Regions from separate parts of the Macaca mulatta genome. Here region 2 is linked to region 1. Evidence: chromatin contacts called from public Micro-C data. All regions are on one chromosome and are shown on one strand. Each heading gives the region's core, a stretch centred on a gene start, on an enhancer-like site or on the middle of the called end of the contact. The rest is flanking DNA. Distances are from core to core; before and after follow the strand shown.

Region 1 (7,027 bases), core at 568-3,067:
GAAAGGAAAAAAGCTTTCTTGACATAGCGATCCATGTTGTCCCCATGCCCAGAGTTTAGACATCCTGCTTCCAGAGTGTTAAGGAATAGATGAGTTGGAGAAATCCAGAAAACAAATAAATTGATTCTTGGCTTTTGGGTTTTCAAAAGCTGAGGTTTGGCACTAGTCAAAAGATCTAGAAAATAATGTGAGCAGTGTGACACTGTTTTTCCTGCTCGAAGAATAGATTTCCCAGGATTAGCAGGGAGAAGAAAGAGAGGAAGGAAGTGAGTTTGGATGTAAGCATGTTATCGAGAGGAAAGGAAGCCCCAGGACTGCCAGCTTCAAATGGTCCGAGGTTTGTGGCTCTGAGAGAATGAGACCAATCCCAGAGTTCAACCGCAAGCCTTGGCATGGCCAGGGTGTAGAAAAATAGAAGTTACCACGTGTTGTGTTTAGGCCAGTGGGGGCTTAGGCGGTGCTCCTCCAAATTCCCACAGCTGTAGAACAGAAACCCCCACCCTCCTCTGCTCTTTGGAATGAGACAAAGCCCCAGTTTCCGTCATCTATAAAATGAGAATAATAAATCCTATTTAAGAGTGGCTGTAAGAATTAAACAAGATCATATAGATGAAAGCCCTTTCACACCGTCGAGCATTAAATAAACATAAAGGATTATTATTGATCTTTCAAAAATTATATACACACCTACAATTCAGCCTAGCAGAGAGCAGCATACAGTTTTTTTTTTTAGCTCCATCCCAAACTGCCCACCTTGTTCAGCAGAGTGGGACACACGCTGCTGTGGCCATGTTGGTTCTGATGAGCCCATTCCATCCCCTCCACCTCAGCCTTGTGATGCTTTTCTTCTCTGCCAGTCCCACGTGTGCATACTACGATCTATACCTGGTTGTACTGACACACTGATGTCTTGGTACTCACAACTGATAACTGACACCAAGATGATAGGGGGCGAAGTTTCTGTGGAGAGCAGGGCTAGATTAAGAAGTTTTGTGACCTTAAACTTTAAAGATTATGGTGATCACCACTACCTCTAATTAGTAAATAGAAATAGTACTAAATCATAAAATGCAACCAACTAAACTCTATTTTTCCCATTATAGCTTTATTGGTACTTCATCGAGACATCCAATTATTTTAAAAGTTCTCTTTTTTTTTTTTTTTTTTGAGACGGAGTCTCACGCTGTTGCCCAGGCTGGAGTGCAGTGGCGCGATCTCGGCTCACTGCAAGCTCCGCCTCCTGGGTTCACGCCATTCTCCTGCCTCAGCCTCCTGAGTAGCTAGGACTACAGGCGCCCGCCACCGCGCCCGGCTAATTTTTTGTATTTTTTTTAGTAGAGACGGGGTTTCACTGTGGTCTCGATCTCCTGACCTTGTGATCCGCCCGCCTCGGCCTCCCAAAGTGCTGGGATTACAGGCTTGAGCCACCGCGCCCGGCCCTCTTTTTTTTTTTTTTTTTTTTTTTAATTTTTTGATGCTCTTTCGGGTACTAAAACCTGTGCTTAATATGCTGTCATCCTCAGACAGGAACCCAAAAAGGCCAAGTCGGGCTCGGCAGAAGCTTGCGTCCTGGTTTTCCCCCAAGCCCTGGCTGTCAACACAGATCTGTGTGAATGAGAAGCCCAGAACACTGGGTCGGGGAGATCGAAAGCAGTGTTACCAGACAGAGCAGCAGCTGACGGCGCAAACTCATATCAACTCCACCCCAGACTGCATTAGCCCATAGCGACCCGGCAGCCAGGCTCTGGGGAGAACCCACCCAGGAGGCGGACCTGGAAAGGGGTGAAGCCAGAAAGGGAGGGGGCAGGGCCAGGACCCAATTACACGCGAGAAGGGCGGGACTGGACCCAGAGGGAGGAGCAAGGCCAGACCCAAAAGGAGAAGCCAAGGGGGCTCAAGCGTGCGGGGAGGACCAGAAAAGGGGCGAAACCAGAACGAGGGAGAATCTGGGGGCGGACCGGAACTGGGCAGAGACTAGGAGAAGGTCCAGAAGGCGGAGGAGGCTGTGAGCCTTGGCCCATGTCAGTAACCGGGGCAGGCCGGAGGGAGGAAAAAAGGGGCAGGGCCAGGGCTTGGAGGGAGGGACATGGACGTAGGCACGACTCAGAGGGCAGGGCGGGGGTGTGACCAAGACTCAGAAGGCGTGCCCAAACATGGAGGGGGAAGGGGCGTGGCTATGACATGGGGCGGGGTTAGGCCTGGAGAGCGGCTCAGGACTAGGCCCTGAAGTCAGGGGGCGGGGAAGAGGCGTGCCCAATTTGAAGGGCGGGTCAAGGGCGCGGCCAAAACATGGAAAGGGATTCGGGGCTAGGTGTCGGGGCCGACCAGGGGCGTGGCCAGGATTCAGGGGGTGGAGGGGGAGCATGCCCACTTCGGAGGGCGGGGCGGGGCGGGGGCGGGGCCAAAACACAGGAGGGGCGGGAGGCAAAGTCTGGGAGTAGTCAGGGGCGTCGCCAGGATTCGGGGGTCGGGGCTAGGTCTGGAGGGCGGCTCAGGGGCGTGGCTAGGAGTCAAGGGGCGGAGCAGAGGCGCGCTCAAACCCAGAAGGCGGGGCAGGGGCTGGTACTAGCCCAGGGAGCCGCGGGTGGGAGAGGGTGCAGCAGTGCCGACCCCGGCGGGCGGCGGGCGGCGGGCGGCGGGCGGTCACAGGCGCTCCACGGAGGAGTGCAGAGGCTGCAGGCCTAGGAAGTGCAGGGCCAGGGCGAGCAAGCCGAGGAACAGCAGCAGCCCGAGCAGCAGCCGCAGGAGGGTCCGCGCCGTGGAGCCGCGGGGCCGCCGTGTAGTGGACTGCACGTATAGCTCCACTGCATCGGCGAACTTGAACTTGTCGGGCGCATAGCCAAGCTGGGCGCGAGCCTTGGCTATCTGGAAGGTGTGCGTCACGGCCACGCTGCGCACCTGCGGGGACAGGCGGGGCATCCGAGGGCGGGGCTCGTGGGAGGGGGGCATCCTCTACCTCGTTGTTTACGGAAAGGGAAAAGAGAGGGCAGGGATTTCCCCTCCATTGCACAGTGATTTAAAAGGACCCGAGGACAGCGTCTTGCTCCTGTGATGCCCTCATTAGAGAGGTTTTCATTTCTTCCTTCCATCTTCATTTTTATTGGAGGGTGCCACCTCTGCGTCGCCCCCTTCAGCCCCGCTAAATTTGCACCTTATTTAACTCCTTGTCCCCTAAGAAGGAAAGGTCTCACCCCTACACTCATCTTCCCGGCCTAGCACGGTGCTAGGACTCAGGAGGCCCTTGATACATTCTTAGGCATCCGCTAGGAGACGGTGAACGCCTGCCAGAAACATCTCCAGGAAACGACATTGGCTTCCTGCTCCCAACCCCAGACCAACTGTGGCCAGGCGGGCCCCAGTCGCAGCCTTCACGCCCTCACTGATTAACTAAGCTTCCCTAAGAGAGGAATTCGATTATGCAGAACTGATTACTCTCTAGGGTCTAAGCTGTGTTTCCCCTGCTGCCAGATGGCTTGGGGCCCACTGGTGTCAAGGGTAGTAATGATAGCTATCAGTTGAGGAACACACACCCTGCACTTGGCCTGGGCTAAATCCTTTCTATGCCCTACCTCATTTAATCCTCTCAGGTGGTACTAGCACTATCTGTTCTGTGCATACTTGGAAAAAGATCAGAGAGGTTGAGTGACTTGCCCGGGGTCACACAGGGGAGCCAGGTTCTAGCCTAATTTCTTCCCTGCTGTGCTGGCATCTGAAGATGCTCTCCCAGCTGACTCATTTCTTCCTCTCTTGTGCCTCAGCCAGACCCTGGGGAATAATCCACCAGCTGCTGGATTCTCCCATGGCACTGAAACAGCCCCTGGGGTCAAACCTGTGGTCTTGGATGCTTAATGGGGGGTGAGGAGAAAGACCAGTGTTTGTCCGTTTTTGTCTCAGTCATTAAGTGCAGAGCTTTGGGGAGCACAGGAGCTGAGTTATGCTAGATAAGCAGGGTCCCTAACACACTAGATGTCACCTCCTCTGGGGAGCTTTCTCTGACTTCCTCAGAGTTGGCTTAGGCGCCCCTTCTGTGTGCACTGGAGTTTCTCGCGATTTTCCCAAAAGTGGCTCTAATTACAGTGTTGAGTTGCCTGGTTCGTGGGCTGTCTTCCCCTTTGGACTAGGAGCTCCCCGAGGGCAAGGACTATGTCTTCTTGCCTCCATTGCTCAGCACAGTGCCTGGTACCACAGGAGATGCTGAATACATGTTAAATGCGTTAAAGGCTATAAAGTCAAACTGGAGGGCTGGTTGGTGTGTCACAGACTGACCAGCAGAGGGTACCCGAGCCACAGCCAAGGAACTTCCACAGTTAAGGACACTGCCCCTGAACTGAACAAGGAAATCCCCAACTTAAAGAAGAGGGAGAGGAGCCAAGTCCCTGCCTGACCACAATTCAGCTGCACCCTGGCAGCTATTTTATGGATGTGATTCCTGATGCATTTTCACAAGCTAATGGTTAAGCTTGAAATCACTGAGGTCTGGGTTCAAGTCCCAGCTCTACCATTTAAGTGTGTGATCACGGGCAGGTTATTTCACTGTGTGTCTCACTTCCACCTCTCTAAATGGAGAGGACAATGGCGTCTACAACTCAGTTAAATGACATAAAGCACAGTGCCTGGCATATTGTCACCACTCAAGAGATGGTATCATCTTATTCTCTCCTCTACTGATCCGGATAGTTCAAAGGAGAAGCCATAGGTGACTACTTCTTTCTGTGGCCCATTCTCCACTCTCCCCCTCTGACTGCCCTTATTAAAGAGCACTGAACATGGAGTCTGAAGCCAATTCCAGTATGGTGTGGCCTTGGACAAATCAATAATTTTCCTAATGCTCAATTTTTTGTCATAAAATGGAGAGCATGATTTTTTTTTTTTTGACCTTTTTAACTTAGCAAGGCATCAGAGACAATCAAATGGGAGTGGACTGGAAGGATTTTTTTTTTTTTTAGATGGAGTCTTGTTCTGTCACCCAGGTTGGAGTGCAGTGGTGTGGTCTCAGCTCACTGCAACCTCCACCTCCCAGGTTCAAGCGACTCTCCTGCCTCAGCCTCCCGAGTAGCTGGGACTACAGGTATGTGCCACCACACCCAGATAATTTTTGTATTTTTGGTAGAGATAAGGTTTCACTATGTTGGCCAGGCTGGTCTTGAACTCCTGACCTCAGGTGATCCACCTGCCTCAGCCTCCCAAAGTGCTGGGAACAAGTGTGAGCCACTGCGCCCGACTGGACTGGAAGGATTTTTGCAAATAACCTCAAATACCACCTATTGCTTTGCTATTTACAATCTGCGATGAAAACATCTTCTCTTTTAACTAAGCAAATATAAACCTGCATCATCATTATTATGAGAATTCTGAGCCAGGCATGGTGGTGCATGCCTGTAATCTCAGCTATTTAGAAGGCTGAGCAGGGAGGATCTCTCTCTCTTTTTTTTTTTTTTTTTTTTTTTTTGGTTTTTAGGGGCAGAGTCTCTGTTGCCTAGGCTGGAGTACAGTGGTGCAGTCGTGGCTCACTGCAGCCTCGAACTCCTGGGCTCAAGTGATCCCCCACCTGAGCTAGGACTAAAGGCATACACCACCTTGCCTGGCTAATTGTAAAATTTTTTGTAGAGATGAGGTCTTTCTGTGTTGCCCAGGCTGGTCTCAAACTCCTGGCCTCAAGTGATCCTCTTGTCTCAGCCTCCCAAAGCACTGGGATTATAGGTGTGAGCCACCACAACTGGACAAGAGGATCTCTTGAGCTCAGGAGTTTGAGACTAGCCTGGACAACATAGTGAGACCCTGTCTCATAAAAATAATTATATTCTGTATATAGTAGGTACTTAATATATACTCATTATTCAGTAAGCATGAACTATGAGCCTAGTACCACCAAGCTGGTGTGTGTGTGTGTGTGTGTGTATATGTGTGTGTGTTGAGAGTTGGTGGGATTGGTAGCATTCAAAGAAGTGAATGGCCTGAAACTTGCCTTGGGGAACCTCCAGTCTGGTGGAAAGACAAGATGCTTATGAATGAAAAAAACAGTGTTGATGGATGGGCTTGGAGCTGTCACATTTCAGACCCACAGCCTCAGCAAAAACCCAGAGGTTGGGGTAATCATAACAGAAATAGCACCAGCTTTGGGCCCACATGGAAAGTTCTGAGACCTCAGATAAGCATCCATCGTCATGGTGTCAAAGGGGTAAGGAGTGGTAGCAGTGGGGATGGTGGGGAGAGGTGGGAAGGGAGGGATGGGGAGCAGGGCCCAGGCTCCCACAGCAGCAGCCCACTTACCTCACTCCGAGTGAGCAGCGGTGGGAGGCAGCAGATGGGTCTCAGGGCCAGATGCAGGTGCTCCATCACTGCCGCTGCAGGGAAGAAGGGGGCCAGTGACCAGGGGCCTCACATTATGCAAACTCCAGGGAGGCCCTTGGGGACAAATCAATGGGGGCACCATTTGCTTTGCTAGAGGTCACTTTCAAAAGTCACTGGATTCCTTTAAATCAGCAGCCCATGCTGGGGTGCCTTGTTTAGCTGTGAAATATGTCACAAGCAACTTGTTTTTAATATTAAAGGACTGGGCCAGGTGCAGTGGCTCATGCCTGTAATCCCAGCACTTTGGGAGGCCAAGGCAGGCGGACCTCCTGAGATCACGAGTTCGAGACCAGCCTGGCCAACATGGTGAAACCCCGCCTCTACTAAAAATACAAAACTTAGCCGGGCATGGTGGCATGTGCCTGTAATCCCAGCTACTGGGGAGGCTGAGGCAGGAGAATCGCTTATACCAGGAGGCAGAGGTTGCAGTGAGCCGAGATTGCGCCACTGTACTCCAGCCTAGGTGACAGAATGAGACTCTGTTTAAAAAAAAACCCAAAAATTAAAGGACTGAAGTTTTTAAATAAATCTGAGCAGATTCAAAGTTATCCATATAACAATCTCTCTCACTTCTACTCCAATGCTCTCTGCAGTAGGAGAGAAAGAGGTTGGAGTAACAGTTCTCAAACTGGGCTGCATGTGGGACCAATTTAAAAATAATGCTGGTGAGAAGCAG
Region 2 (7,058 bases), core at 782-3,281, 110 kb before region 1:
GGCAGAAGAATCGTTTGAACCCAGGAGGCAGAGGTTGCAGTGAGCTGAGATCTTGCCACTGCACTCGAGCCTGGGTAACACAGCAAGACTTCATCTTTAAAAAAAAAAAAAAGTAAATCATTATTTCCCTGCCTAAAACCTGTCAACTGTCACTGTCACATAAAACAAAACCCAAACTCCTTTCCATGAGCCGCCTAAGGCCCTACATGATCTTGTCTCTGACTTCCCCTGACCATCCAGGCTGGTAGCCACTTGCTGGGCCTCCACCAAGCCAAGCCCCAGTCCACCCAAGGTCCTTTGCACATCATCTATTCCCCCACAGGGATTTCCAAGGTTGCTCCTTTTTATTAAATATCATCACCGCCTGCAGGAGAGGATAGGTTCCCTGGCCACCCTATTTTAAAAGCCTCCCCTAACTTCCTCCCAGGCACTACCACATCTCTATTTTCTTTCCTTAATGGGTCTCACCTTAATCTGGAACTACCTGGTCTATTTGCTCAGGTGTTGTCTTCTGCAATAGAATGTAAGCTCCATGAAGGCTTCTCAGTGCTTCAGTTTCCTCAACTATGAAATGAAGATTAAAAAAAATATATATCCACTGCTAGTTCTCTCAATACCTAGAACAGTGCCTGGCACGAAGTTGACACTCAATATAGTACAAAGAATACTTTATATTTAATCTTCTCATTAGCCCTATTAATAGAGATTTATCATCTTCAATTTGGAAATGAGGAGACTGAGGTTGAGAGAGAAGTAACTCATCCGAGGTGGAATCAGGACAGAAACTAGGGTCTCGTTGATATCAAAGATCCTTATTCTTATTCTTAACCAGTATACTGCACAGATCTTCGATAAAAGGCAGTATGGTTAAGTGGGTAAGAGCCTGAACTCCGGAGCAAAACTACGCGGGTTCAAATCCCACCGCAGCTGCTTCGCATCTGTGACCTACTTGAGTTGTCTACGTCTGGTATTCTTCCCTATTTTCATCCCTAAAGTAGGGAAACTAAGTACCGACCTACAGACAGCTGCGGGGAGGAGTAAAGACGGTAATAAACGTAACCTATGGGAAGGTTCGTTATTACTTGACAACATGTTTTCTGCCAATGTAGGCGGGTAAAAACGCTGCAAGCAGGAGCGTCACCTGGTTTCTAATGAGCCATCACCACAACCCTATGAGGTAGGAATTTCTATTATCCCCATTTCACAGATGAGGAACTGTTGAGATCGCTAAGATCTCTTCTTTCCGCCTCCAAGCCCAAGGAATTCTAAAGCTAACCCAAAGGAACGACCTTGTTTGTTTACTGACACCTCCTCGGACCGAATGGTCAGGGCCGTATCCGGAGCACAGAGTTGGCTCAGTAAACACTGAATGGTTGCCTGAATAAATGAATGAGGAATCCCAGGCCTCGCCAGGCAGAAGCTAATCCGGTTCAGCTGCGAAGAGGGGGCTCCGGCAGGCGCAGGTGCCCTCCCTGCCCATCGGGGCGGGCCGCCGACCCCGAGCCTCGCTGTCCAATGGGTTTCTGCTCCCTCGCGGGTGGTCAGGACCCCTTCTCACGCCCACCACGCAGTCCCTGCCGCGAGCCGCCACCACACCCGACGCCGAGGACAGGTGTTCCTTCCGTAGGATGACCCCCAGGCCCGGGTGGGGCAGGTCGGCAGGACCCTGAGTCACCGCCGGCAGCGTCGGCCGCGGCCTCCCCAACTCCCAGGTGTCGGGTCGGGGAAGTAGGAGTCCGGGGTCGGCCTGGAGCCGGCTGCCCCTCCTCCCGCCCGAGTCCCGAGAGGCCCCCAGCCCCTCAGCACGGCGCGGCGCGGGCCTCCTTGGCCTACTCGGGAATCTAGCCCAGACCCACGTCATGAGTGCGGTCCGGCTCAAGCCCCAGCTCGGGCGCTGCCAAGATGGGACTCACCTCTCCGCGGGGGCCGAGCGCGGACGGCGGCAACCGCCCAGTTACCCGCGGGCTGCAGATGCGGCGGCGGCCCGGCTCTCCTCTCAGGCGGCGGCCATGTTGCTGGTGGAGAAACTCCGGCGGACACGTGGGGGGAGCGGGCCGGCCCCAGCGCTTCCTCTTACCCACAATGCCCCGCCCCGGCGCACACGGCTCCGCCCCCTCCGCCGCGCCATTCATGCAGGCCGTGAGCCCCGCCCTGCAGCAGGGGGCGCTGATGGCACGCGCAAAACAGCCGGGCGTGTATGCAGCGGGGAACAAAAAGAAACCAACCCTGGCAGCGGTGGGATTCGAACCCACGCCCCCGAAGAGACTGGAGCCTTAATCCAGCGCCTTAGACCGCTCGGCCACGCTACCCAGCTGGAGAGAGTATTTGCCAGAACGCTACTTAATGCTTTTGCATTCGCATTTCATCTGGAAATCGCGAGGCGTTTTCGCTGAGGTTTTTTTGTTTAATGTGTGTTCAAGCTGATCCCTATAGAATTATTTTAAAAAGCCGTGTGCTGGAAAATAAACACTTGCTCCAGTTTTTAGACCCAGGTTTGTTCCGAATAGGTATTAGAGCAAAACTCATTTTTAGAAACTGTACTCTGAGATGGATGGTTACCCTGGAGACCCCTGGTTAACTCACAAGTAATCCATACGACCCGGATTGCGTGTCTCCGGGAGAAGAAATCGATCTGATCAGAAACACGCCCTAGGGGATCTGACGGCCAAACCCGGGGGCTGGTCTGGGCAGTTGTCTCTGAGAAATTATGTGTTTAAATTTTTACTTACACAAATAACACACGAATTATTGTAAAATATTTAAACTTTGCAGATAAGGTACAAATGCTCTTTGACTCTTGACTCGCATCCTAGGCCCCTCCGCAGAGGTTAAGTAACCATTATTATCAGTTTAATATGTACTATGGTTTGAATGTGTCCCCCAAATTTCATGTGTTGGAAATTTAATCCCCAATGTGGCAGTATTGTGTGGTGGGCCCTTTAAGAGGTGATTAGATCATGAGGGTGGAGCCCTCATGAATGGATTAATCTATTCATGGATTCATGGGTTAATGGATTAATAGGTTATCTTGGGAGGGGGACTGATGGCTTTATAAGTGGGAGCTTTATAAGTGCTAGACCTGAGCCAGCAAGTGAACAGCTCAGCACCCCCTCCATATGATGGGTTGTACTGCCTGAGGACTCTGCAGGGGTACCCCACCAGCAAGAAGGCCCTCGTCAGATGCACACTCTTGCGCTTGGACTTATCAGCCTCCATAACTGTAATAAGTAACTTCCTTTTCTTTACAGATTACCCAGTTTCAGGTATTCTGTTATAAGCAACAGAAAATGGACTAAAACACTATATATCTTTTGTACAAAAATGTACAAAAATTACAAAGAAAAAAAATCATCATCCATAGTGCCACCACCTGGCATTAAATTAATGACTATCATTATTGTGGCTTTTTTTTTTCTTTTCTTTTTTCTTTTCTCTCTCTTTTTTTTTTTTTTTTTTTTTTTTTTTTTTTGAGATGGAGTCTCGCTCTTGTCCAGGCTGGGGTGCAGTGCTGTGGTCTCCGCTCACTGCATCCTTCGCCCCCTGGGTTCAAGCGTCTTTACTAAAAATATAAATTTAGCCTGGCGTGGTGGCACGCGCCCGTAATCCCAGCTACTTGGGAGGCTGAGGCAGGAGAATCGCTTGAACCTGGGAAGCGGAGGTTGCTGTGAGCCGAGATTCCGCCACTGCACTCTAGCCTGGGCGACAGTGTGAAACTCCGTCTCAAAAATAAATAAAGAAAAATAGATCACACTATTACAAATAGAAATTATTAGACCGTTACAAATAAAAATAAAGTCCCCTCCCGAACATTCTCCCCTGTCTATAACCGTCATGAATTTGATGTGTATCTTTCCAATAATTTCTTACATTTTTACATATAAAACTTATGAATAACACATAAAATGGTTATCTGTTTTTCATTTATATAAATGTTAGCACATTGTACTGATATCTAAAACTTGCTTTTCTCATTTCAACAGTATTATTATTATTATTTTAAGAGAGTCTTGCTCTGTCACCCAGGTTAGAGTACAGTGGCACAATAGTAGCCTAGATCTCCTGGGCTCAAGTCATTCTCCTACTTCAGTTTCCCAAGTAGCTGAGATTACAGGCATGAGCCACTGTGCCAGGCCCAACATTGTGTTTTTGAGGTCTGTTACGATGCCTATAGATCTAATTCATTCATTCCATGCCATGAACAACTTTTAAGTTGTTACTAAATTTTTGTCATTACGCACGATATGGCAGGAAGTACCCTTGCACATGGCTCCTTGTCTTGTGTATGGACATTTCTCTAGGGTATACACTAGAAATGAAATTGCTAGACTATATTTATACTTTACCTAGTATTATATTATAATAATATTAATAATAGGCTGGTCTTGGTGGCTCACTCCTGTAATCCTAGCACTTTGGGAGACTGAGGTGGCAGGATCGCTCGACGCCAGAAGTTCAAGACCAGCCTAAGCAACGTTGAGAAACCTTGTCTCTACCAAAAAGCAAAAGAAAAGAAATTAGCCGGGCACGGTGGCGTATGCCTGTAGTCTCAGCTACTTGGGAGGCCAAGGTCAGAAAATCCCTTGAGCCAGGGAGGTCAAGGCTGCAGTGAGCCGAGATTCAGGCACTGCACTCTAGCCTGGGTGAGAGAGGAGACCCTCTCTATATAGATATAGATATGCATATATTTTTCCATTTTGCCAAAGTGTATGATTTTTGATGACTTTTTTTTTTTTCTATTTCTTCTCATGTTTTCTATTTCTTCCTAAGTCAATTTTGGCAAGTTGTCATTTTCTGGGAAAACAAAGCCCATTACTTGATTTTTCACATTTATTGGTGTAAGAACTCTCAAATCTCCCTCATATCTGAAGTTTTCTCCTCTATCATTCTCTATCGTTTCTCTTTCCCTCTGTCATTTACATGGGTTACTTTCTCCATTATGCTGTTCAACACAGGGAGTGGAGTCAATGCTTAAGGAGACTGAATGGGGGAATTAGGCAGGAACTCTGCTAATGCTGGTGATGCTTTACACACATCAAAAACTATATAAATCACACTTTTTAAGTAGAATTCTCATTTTGCATTGACCGGTATTAGATTTTTCAGGGCCACGATTCAAGTTTCTGGCTAATATTCAGTTGGTACACACCCCTAACATTTGGACATTTTATATCTTTCCTTTTCAATCCCTCCTTAGCCTGGCTTTTCCCCCTCTCCATCCACCTTTTTTTTTTTTTTTTTTTTTTTGAGAGATGGGGTCTTGCTCTGTTGCCCAGGTTGGAGTGCAGTGGTATGATCACAGCTCACTGCAGCCTTGACATCCTGGGCTCAAGTGATCCTCCCATCTCAGCCTCACAAGTAGCTGGGACTAGAGGCATGCGCCATCACACTGGGCTAACTTTTGTAGTTTTTGTAAGGACCTGGTCTTGCTATGCTGCTTAGGCTGGTCTCAAGCTATCCTCCTGCCTCAGCTTCCCAAAGTGCTAGAATTACAGGAGTGAGCCACCACACCTGGCCATTTGTCTACCTTTAACATATGTAATGATATGCAAAGATTTTCTTGTGCTAGTAGAGTTTGTTGCTCTTCAAGACATTAAAAAAAAATACAGAAGCAGCCATGATTGAAGACACAGGTTAGGCATTGTGGGGAGTTCAAAGCTGATTGAGGAATAACCCCTTGAAGTCAATAGAGGAGTGTTTGTCGTGGTATTTTAGTACCAGGAAGGACTTTGTGAGTTGGGTACTGGATTTTCCAAAAGGAAATATCCTCACAGTCAAGGATAATTGCTAGCATCTTTGCCCAGTCTGATTTTTCTAGGAACTGCCTGACCAGTCAGAGAGTGGGTCCCTGGCAGCCACCTTTGTGCTGCATGCCCCACCCCCACAGCCATGGTTAGTGGGTTCTACCTTCTTTGGTGGACGTAGGATTCAGGTTGGACCAATCAAATTCTCTCTTGAAAATGTGAACTGAGACTCAGTGAGTTACTGATTTGTTTTTCTTGTTTGTTTGTTTTTTTGTTTTGTTTTTTGAAACAGTCTGGATCCATTGCCTAGGCTGGAATGCAATGGCGTGATCTCGGCTCACTGCAACCTCCGCCTCCCAGGTGCAAGCAATTATCCTGCCTCAGCCTCCCAAGTAGTTGGGATTACAGATGCACGCCACCATGCCGGGCTAATTTTTTTGTATTTTTATTAGAGATGGGGCTTCACCATGTTGGGCAGGCTGGTTTCGAACTCCTGACCTCAAGTGATCTGCGAGCCTCGGCTTCCCAAAGTGTTAGGATTACAGGCGTGAGGCCCCTCGCCTGGCCTGATTTGTTAATTTGACCGTGTTGCATTGGAATTAGTCTCTGAGGCTGGCTAAAACTAGGAAGAAAGGGGGATTTCGCATGGCTATATTCTGTGAGGTGAGTTGGAGAGGTAGACAAAAGCCAGTGCATAGAAAAAGAGGGAATGAGAGAGTGAGAAGAGCAGAGTCAGGGAAATCCTGATGGTTTTCTGACTTCCAGCTCCAGACCATTTCCAAGGCCCAATGGGTTGTCCACTCTTGGAGGCATCCCTTTATCATTGTAATAAATTCCCTTTCTCTGCTAAAGCCCAGTGCTACTTGGTAGCTGTCAGCTGTAAACAATAACCCCCTCCCCCTTGCATGGCAAAGGCTCAAATGAAGGGGTGTGTGTGTGTGTGTGTGTGTGTGTGTGTGTGTGTGTCTTTGTGTGTATTTTATTTATTTTATTTTATTTTATTTTATTTTTGAGACAGAGTCTCGCTCTGTGGCCCAGTCTGGAGTGCAGTGGCGCGATCTTGGCTCACTGCAAGCTCCACCTCCTGGGTTCACGCCATTCTTCTGCCTCAGCCTCCCCAGTAGCTGGGACTACAGGCACCCGCCACCATGCCCGGCTAATTTTTTGTATATTTAGTAGAGACGGGTTTTCATCGTGTTAGCCAGGATGGTCTCGATCTCCTGGCCTTGTGATCGGCCCGCCTGGCCCTCCCAAAGTACTGGGATTACAGGCGTGAACCACCGCGCCCAGCCAGTAAATTTTTTTTTTTTTTTTTTG

The links. Hi-C and Micro-C count contacts between places; a contact is called where the count stands out from the background.
Region 2: a contact with region 1 is called in a Micro-C map of CD4 T cells, with 19 times the contacts expected there. The contact joins the promoter of POLR3E here to the enhancer-like site in region 1. A contact is called at or near these places in 9 of 14 Hi-C or Micro-C datasets (CD4 T cells, blood, cortical neurons and 5 more).

The regions. Positions count from the first base shown.
Region 1 is chr20:21,646,306-21,653,332 of T2T-MMU8v2.0, reverse strand. It overlaps SDR42E2 (short chain dehydrogenase/reductase family 42E, member 2), which reads right to left. Exons shown (of 13, transcript XM_015125776.3): 11 at 6,271-6,344; 12 at 1,439-2,898; 13 at 1,089-1,146. The coding sequence ends at 2,644. Among named protein-coding and RNA genes, the nearest start is that of TRNAL-UAG, 6.7 kb to the left of the region's middle. Within about 2 kb of position 1,817, at least 37 of the 40 cell types and tissues checked have an H3K27ac peak or open chromatin away from gene starts, as enhancers often do. A contact at or near this core is called in CD4 T cells, blood, cortical neurons and 3 more, where this site is marked.
Region 2 is chr20:21,758,033-21,765,090 of T2T-MMU8v2.0, reverse strand. POLR3E (RNA polymerase III subunit E) reads right to left here and starts at 2,031. Exons shown (of 23, transcript XR_013411934.1): 1 at 1,914-2,031; 2 at 469-564. TRNAL-AAG (transfer RNA leucine (anticodon AAG)) reads right to left here and starts at 2,309; the gene lies at 2,228-2,309. LOC144338112 (a long non-coding RNA gene) reads left to right here. Exons shown (of 2, transcript XR_013411939.1): 2 at 1-2,036.